2 separate regions of the Sus scrofa genome follow, and region 1 is linked to region 2. Evidence: chromatin contacts called from public HiChIP or PLAC-seq data. All regions are on one chromosome and are shown on one strand. The core of a region is the stretch at or near the end of the contact, and the rest is flanking DNA. Distances in the headings are between cores, read along the strand shown.

Evidence for each region. HiChIP or PLAC-seq counts read pairs in DNA pulled down with a chosen protein or histone mark.
Region 1: an H3K27ac HiChIP or PLAC-seq map of alveolar macrophages shows a contact between it and region 2. The contact joins two enhancer-like sites. A contact is called at or near these places in 1 of 5 promoter capture datasets (fetal liver) and 1 of 2 datasets of contacts at active chromatin or transcription factors (alveolar macrophages).

Annotation. Positions count from the first base shown.
Region 1 is chr9:78,081,405-78,085,362 of Sscrofa11.1, reverse strand. The region is part of intron 3 of UMAD1 (UBAP1-MVB12-associated (UMA)-domain containing protein 1); the gene reads right to left. The region is part of intron 1 of LOC110262233 (a long non-coding RNA gene); the gene reads left to right. Among named protein-coding and RNA genes, the nearest start is that of GLCCI1, 130 kb to the left of the region's middle. Within about 2 kb of position 1,427, at least 8 of the 83 cell types and tissues checked have an H3K27ac peak or open chromatin away from gene starts, as enhancers often do. A contact at or near this core is called in alveolar macrophages, where this site is marked.
Region 2 is chr9:77,923,426-77,927,331 of Sscrofa11.1, reverse strand. All of the region lies in intron 1 of UMAD1 (UBAP1-MVB12-associated (UMA)-domain containing protein 1), which reads right to left. Among named protein-coding and RNA genes, the nearest start is that of UMAD1, 10 kb to the right of the region's middle. Within about 2 kb of position 2,166, at least 3 of the 83 cell types and tissues checked have an H3K27ac peak or open chromatin away from gene starts, as enhancers often do. A contact at or near this core is called in alveolar macrophages, where this site is marked.

The sequences.
Region 1 (3,958 bases), core at 178-2,677, 160 kb before region 2:
TGAACATGACTCGAACCCTTAAATCTACCCAAACAAGGACATCCAGAAGGCTCCAGTATCATCCTAGGGACTAGTGTCAACCAAATTAACATATCATAAATATTCTTCATAAATAGCATACTTACAAATATTTTTCATTAGTAAATATTTGTGTCATAAATATTTTTCATCAATGAAAAGTATAAATCATTCTTTTTAAGTTATATCAGAACAGGAAATGTATCTTTCTTTGCAATAAAAATGAAATGTGCAATTTTTCTGCCAGACTCAGGATATGAGACATAAAGCACCGTGGTTATGTTTCTAGCTCAGGTTTCTGCATTTTCCTCTTTTCTGTTCATTTACATTTATAAAAAAGGAAATGAGCTTTAATTTTTCCCCCAGAGATTCAAAAGGATTTGTACCCACTAAGTGTCTTTGTATCTCCCTGCCACACTGCCAGGCATAATGTGAAACTATGATCATAGAGGATGCTTAAAAATTCCTGGTTAAATTAATAACTTTAAAAATGAAATAAAAATGAAAGTCAAATAGAAATTACTTGTTCCCACATGATGGAGTATAATTTGAGAAAAAGAACATATGTATATGTATAACTGGGTCACTTTGTTGCACAGCAGAAATTAAAAGAACACTGACAATAGACCATAATAAAAAAATTAAAAAAAAAGAAATCACTTGTTCCACAAATATGCAGAACTTATTGCTGTTAGTATTAGACTGCCTGTTAAATGCACATCAGTAAATGATTGCTGATGCTCATTAAATGACAATTTAAATATTTCGCCAGGAAAAATCCATTTCCTAAATAATTACCCTTCTTGCCATGTTTGTTGTTATGAAAAATTGCCAGCTGTTAAATCCAAAGACAAGCCCTCATTCGTACCCGTGCTAAGAACTGCTATGGACAGGGAAAACAAGAAAATGTTTGGGAGATACTGCAACACACGAAGTTTCCTTAGTAAATGACATGACTATATGGTCAATACTACATAATTAGAATTTTTTACCTCTTGTTATAGTGTTCCATGTTTGTGTTTTGAAAAGAAACCAGTGATTTTTATCTACCCTAATTTAAAGATCACATTATTGTCAGGGACATCCTAGTCACACACAAAATGAAGGTCAAAGTTTCAGATTTGGCATTCAGTGCCCTAGATGATCTGGGCCATTTCACGTCTGATCTCCTGGTCAGTGATCCTGTGGAATAAGGGTTTGTAGCACTAGTTGCACAGTGAGAGGCTGTGGTTCAGGAGGGCTTCATGGCCAAGAAGGTAGGCAGGCTGGAAGGCAGGCCAGGCAGGGCAGGGGCTAGCTCCTTTCTTTCTGGATCAAAGCCTTTAGTGGCAGCTCCTCACCAGCTACACATGTGAGCACATGTGTGTGTGCCCACAAGGGGCGGGGGAGCCCTGGGGAATGACCTAGCTGCAGTGAGCTCAGGACTAGAGGCTCTGGAAAGCCTTATGTAGAGCTGTGGCCTTGAATTATGACTCAGTGACAGTGACTTGGCAGTTCAGTGTTTGAGTCAATCTGAATTCAAAGCTGAGCTACACATTAGCTAAGTTATCCTGGTATTTTACTTTTCTAAGCATCAGTTTTCTTAACAGTAAAAATGGGGAGAATTAAATGATATACCACAGCACTTAGCACAGTATCTAAGCATAGTGGGAGAGCACTAAACAATGGCTTTTATTGTCACTACTGAAAGTGAATCCAGAACACCAGAGCTCTGGGGAGCAGTCTTCTAACCTCATTTATCCACTTGGCCAACCAGCAACTATAAACAACCCCTTTGCTTCTTAAAACACTGGAATGAAGCTCAAATGGAGAGTTCAGTGAAAATATTTTGAACTTCAGAAAAGCTTTTCATAAGTATTTTCCCAAAAAGACGGCAGTAGTGAATGCCAAAGAAACTCTTTGATTCCACCACTTTCAGAACATTATTCAATAACCTGACGCATTCAAAAGAAGAGTACTGCTCTTATGAAACAAATGCTTGTCCAAAAAAAAAAGTCACAGGGAGTTCCTGTCATAGTTCAGTGGAAACGAATCTGACCAGTATCCATGAGGATGGAGGTTCAACCCTGGCCTCGCTCAGTGGGTTAAAAATCTGGCATTGCCATGAGCTATGGTGTAGGTCACAGATGTGGTTTGAATCTGGCATTGCTGTGGCTGTGGTGCAGGCCAGCAGCTGCAGCTCTAATTCAACTTTTGTCCCGGGAACCTCCATATGCTATGGGGCGGCCCTAAAAAGACAAACAAACAAAAAAATCACCTACACCATTTTGGTTAAAAACTAATTCTACAAACAACCTATGAGAGGTAGTGTTAAACATACTTATATATTTCCAATTTTATATATCTGTGAATTGAGATTTTTTTTTTTTTTGCTGCTGATTCAGCACTGAGAATCAACTGTCATATTGCATGTAAAACCTCATCTCTGAAGCAACAAGCCATTGAGCCCAATATCCCTTTACTACTGCGTGATCACAGGACATTCTATTTCCCCTGTTAAAAACTTAATTTGATTTGCGTTTACTATTACTTCTACTTCATTATGTATTTAAACATTTTTTTTTTTTGTTGGCCTTGCCCGTGGCATGTGGAAGTTCCCAGGTAGAGGCTGAAATTGCACCACAGCAGTGACCTGAGCCACTGCAATGACAATGCCAGATCCTTAACCTGCTGTGCCATAAGAGAACTTCCTGTATTTAAATATCTTAATATCATCATTTTCTTAAGTTATCTTTTAGTTTTCAAGGAAAGTTGGTTTTACATTTATGACACTGGTGTAAAATTTTCTCTTTATATGTATCAATTTAAAACTTAGGTCAATTCTTTGAAAACAAATTTGTGGTTACCAAAGGGGATAGTTCAGGGGAGGGGTGGAAAAGGAGTCAGCGTCTGGGACTGGCATATGCTCACTGTGATATATAGAATAACTGGCTAATGTGGACCTGCTATATAGCACAGGGAACTCAACTCAACATTCTGCGATAATTTATATGGGAAAAGAATCTGAAAAGTGGAGTTTCCATCATGGCGCAGTGGTTAACGAATCTAACTAGGAACCATGAGGTAGTGGGTTTGATCCCTGGCCTTGCTCAGTGGGTTAAGGATCCAGCGTTGCCGTGAGCTGTGGTGCAGGTCGCAGATGTGGCTTGGATCCTGCGTTGCTGTGGCTGTGGTGTAGGCCGGAGGCTACAGCTCCAATTAGACCCCTAGCCTGGGAACCTCCATATGCCATAGGTGTGGCCCCAGAAAAGGCAAAAAAAAAAAAAAAAAAAAAAAAGAATCTGAAAAGTATGCATGTGTGTATAAAAATAACTGATTTACTTTCCTATACAGCAGAAATTACAACACTGTAAATCAATTATACTTAAATAGAACTTTAAAAAAGGAAAAATAACAGGTCAATTTTTTAAAAACAAATATTTTAAATACCAAAAATACTTAAAAATATAACTACATAAAATATATTGATATAAATATCCTAAAACAAAGAATGGTACAAGTCAAGGTGGGGGACTGCCTCTGCCATTCTTGTCTGCCGCTCCCAATCTACTCATCTCCCACCTTTTGCAGGAGGTCCTCCTTGGCCACTGAAGCCACAGTGATGATGCTCTGAAATCTGAACTTCTGCTATAGAATTTGGTCTATATTATATGACAGATTATATTGTATTACCATATGATTATCACTTAATCATATGCACTAATATACCATTACTTAAATTTTCATATGTCTGTGTCCTGGACTATTAGACTAATAAAATACTTGAGGGCAAAAGCAATTTACTCATCTCCGTGGCACTGAGCACACAGTACTACGCAAATAGGGGGCATGCTAGTAAATATCTTATGAATAGTCTTATAGTTTCTTATATTTCATTTCAATAACTGCACCTCAAAGGAAATTCTATTGTAATTACAGTATTAACTAAAGGAAACTAATT
Region 2 (3,906 bases), core at 917-3,416:
TATAGGTCACAGACACAGCTTGGATCTTGCATTGCTGTGGCTGTGGTGTAGGCTGGCAGCCACAGCTCTGATTCAACCCCTAGCCTGGGAACTTCCATATGCCATGAGTGTGGCCCTAAAAAGACAAGAAAGAAGAAAGAAGAAAGAAGAAAGAAGAAAGAAGAAAGAAAGAAAGAAAGAAAGAAAGAAAGAAAGAAAGAAAGAAAGAAAGAAAGAAAGAAAGAAAGGAAGGAAGGAAGGAAGGAAGGAAGGAAGGAAGGAAGGAAGGAAGGAAAAAGAAAAATAGAAGAGCATTAAAAAAGTCCCCACTGATTCTACCAATTTAGGGGGCAGAAATCATCTACTATGTTAGACCAGAGTTTCTCAATCTCTTCACTCTTAGCATTTTAGACCAGATAATCTTTTGCTGTAACCACTCATCCATGAATGGATATGAGCACCTGGTATGTGATGCATTCCAGTCAGAAGACATTTTAATTTCAAGAGGTTTTTGATAAAACAAACAAAAACTTCCCTCTTTTTAATACAGTACATGTAAAAAACATAGTTGTTGTTTTTTTTCCTAAAGAAGGATAATAGTGTGAGGAAATATGGAAGTTTAGGAGATAAAGTTGATGTCTACACCACAGCAACTCAGGATCCGAGCCATGTCTGCACATATACCATGGCAACCCAGCTCATGGCAACGCCAGATCCTAAACCCACTGAGCGAGGCCAGGCATCAAACCCCCAACCTCATGGATACTAGTCAGATTCGTTTCCACTGAGCCACAATGGGACTCCCGGTGATTTCTTTAAATAACGTCCTAAGGGAGAATGAAGTAGAAACATGTGAGATCACACCTCTTTACAACTCTATAGCACAGAGAAACCTAGAATGAATAAAAATATAAAACATCAGAGTTCCCGTCATGGCGCAGTGAAAACGAATCCAACTAGGAACCATGAGGTTGCAGGTTGGATCCCTGGCCTAGCTCGGTGGGTTAAGGATCCAGCGTTGCTGTGAGCTGTGGTGTAGGTTGCAGACGCAGCTTGGATCCCACTTTGCTGTGGCTCTGTCATAGGCCATCAGCAACAGCTCCGATTAGACCCGTAGCCTGAGAACCTCCATATGCCATGAGTGCAGCCCCAAAAAGATAAAAAAAATTAAAAAAAAAATAAATAAAACACCATTCAGTGTGGATCTTTAAATGTCTCTATTTGCACATTTAAATACAACTAACATACAACAGGAACCATCGCATATAACTTCCAAAAGGACTCACTCCCCAAATGACCACTAAAAAATCTAAATCATTGCTTTCAATACAATCTCACTGCATCATCAAAAGTCTATTTCTTCCCCAAAATAAAAACAAACTTTTAGGAGTTCCTATTATTGTTCAGTAGGTTAAGGACCCTGTGTTATCCTGAGAGGATGAGGATTCAATCCCTAGCCTCGCTCAGTGGGTTAGGGATCCGGTATTGCCAGAAGCTGCTCCATAGATTGCAGATGTGGCTCGGGTCTGTGTTGCTGTGCTGTGGCATAGGCTGGCAGCTACAGCTCAAATTTGACCCCTGGCCTGGGACCTTCCATATGCACACTGAGGTATACGGCATGATTGACCAATGGGGACCTGCTGTATAGCACAGAAACTCTACCTGGGACTCTGTGATAATCTACACGGGAAAAGAATCAGAGAATGGATATGCGTATATGTATGACTGGGTTATTGTGTCCTACAGCAAAAAATATCACAGCCTTGGAAATTAACTATACTTCAATAAAACTTAAATAAAATAAAATTCAGTCATTTGTTCACTTGTTCACTTTTCTAATTCATTCCATCAACATGTTTTGAGGTAACAGGCAAAGCACTAAGCCCTAGAGAACAAGCCAAACAGAGCACTTTTTCCAAATTCAAGGGACTACTCAATCTATTTGCTGCCTATCTACCACCTCCCACGAGACCAATGCACACAAAGCATGGTGCTGAGTCCTACATAAAACCACCACCGCTCAAGCAAATGACTAACAATTTGCTAAAAGTCAAGTATTGTTATTTGTCTGAAGACGTGCATCAGACTTTTGAGTAAATAAGAAAGCTGACTGCTTTACTTCCTCCCAATTCTTCATCAAAATGCACAAAGAGAAACACAGACAAAAACTGACTGACAATAATTCAACCAGATGCCAAAGTCTGAGTCAAATGTCCATGAGTTGCACAATCAGTGGGGACTGGCCAAGAGTCATTCCTGTAGTCTCTGCCCCCATGCTACATCTTCTGGAATCCCATCTAAGGATGAATGGGAGAATGAATAATTGAAGAGACAAGCAAATGAAAACAGGAGAGTGAACCACAAAGATGGAGAAAGCAATTCATCCATTCCCATTGCCTGAACTTAATTCTGGAACACAGAAGCTTTACCTACAAGGAAAAATAGGCTGCCAGTCACCCCATGGCATGTGAATTCTATCTGAAGTCTCACTGAATTAAATTCCCTCCCTTGAAGTTCCTGTCATGGCTCAGTGGGTTAAGACCTGATATAATGTCCGTGAGGATGGAGATTTGATCCCTGCCTCACTCAATGGGTTAAGGATCCAGCATTGCCATAGGTGGGCTGTGGTGTGGGTCACAGATGCAGCTACGATCCCTCATTGCTGTGGCTGTGGTGATGGCCGGCAGATACAGCTCCATTCAACCCCTAGCCCAGGAACTTCCATATTACACAAGTGTGGCCTTAAAAAAACAGATTCCCTCCCTTATTCTTTAGGCGGTCTTTCACCTCCATTCAGAGAGGATTGTTTTGGGCATAAACAAGCAACAGAGAAAAATGAGGAGGGCAATGGTTTGTAACCGCCCAAGGAAGACTTTGTAAAACGGGGTCCCAGACAGAAAAAGCTCCATGAGCAGAACACAGGAGGGACATCTACTTTCATGTTCGAATAAGTACAAACTACCCCTAATTCTCCAACCCATTCAGAGACCTGGACAGTCGACTAAAGAAGACTCGATCCCAGACCAGCAGACCCACACAGGAAAGTTCCTGTTAGCCACTGGGAACTGAACAAAACAAGGAATGTGTGCATTCAGCTACCTTCCAAGACTAGACACAGAAACAAGGAGCAACAGAAAGTTCAGGGAGGGAGGGAGACATAAGGAGTAGCAATCACCCAGTTAACTTAAGGAAGGGAAAATGTAGACCCAAAAGACCAAGAGGAAGAATATCTCTCTGATTTTTCCATAAGAAACTATTGAAAAGTATAGAAAACATCTTGGTAACCCTCAACTGATTACAAGAGGACACAATCTCTTACACCCAGGAAGAGCTGGTCACCCAGATGATTCAGGACCTCCACTCTTACAGCCTACATACTTCCTTCCTTCTGGGGAAGCACCGTGAGGTTTTCTTTCCCCTTCTTATCTTTTGGTTCATCATCACTAAGATGCCCAACAGATACTTCAGGACAATTTGGTAAGGTGAGTAACAATTATAAGTTACAATTTATTATTTAAATAGGTTGTATAACAAGGCACTGTGCTTGGGACTTTACATATGCAATCTTATTTAATAATTATAATAACCTCATAAAGCTTTATCATCTCCCACATCAATACAGAAATGACAGCTCTGAAGGGGTGAATAATCTGTCCAAAAGTCACTTAAGTGAAAGTATCAAGATTTAATCCAGGTCTATATTCTTCACTCTGTGCTGTAGTGCTTCAATGTCCAAGCCTGCCATCTTCCCAGCACATGTAGTTCTACTCTACTCTCCAAGCAGAAAAAAGCCTGATGGTGCACACAGCTGCTAGAGACTGACCCATAAGTGTTACCTTGATTTCACCCTCTCACTTTCATCCACTGCCCACCATGCCCTAAGTTCTGCAACCCCACGATATTTCATGAAACTTTTGGTTTCTCTCT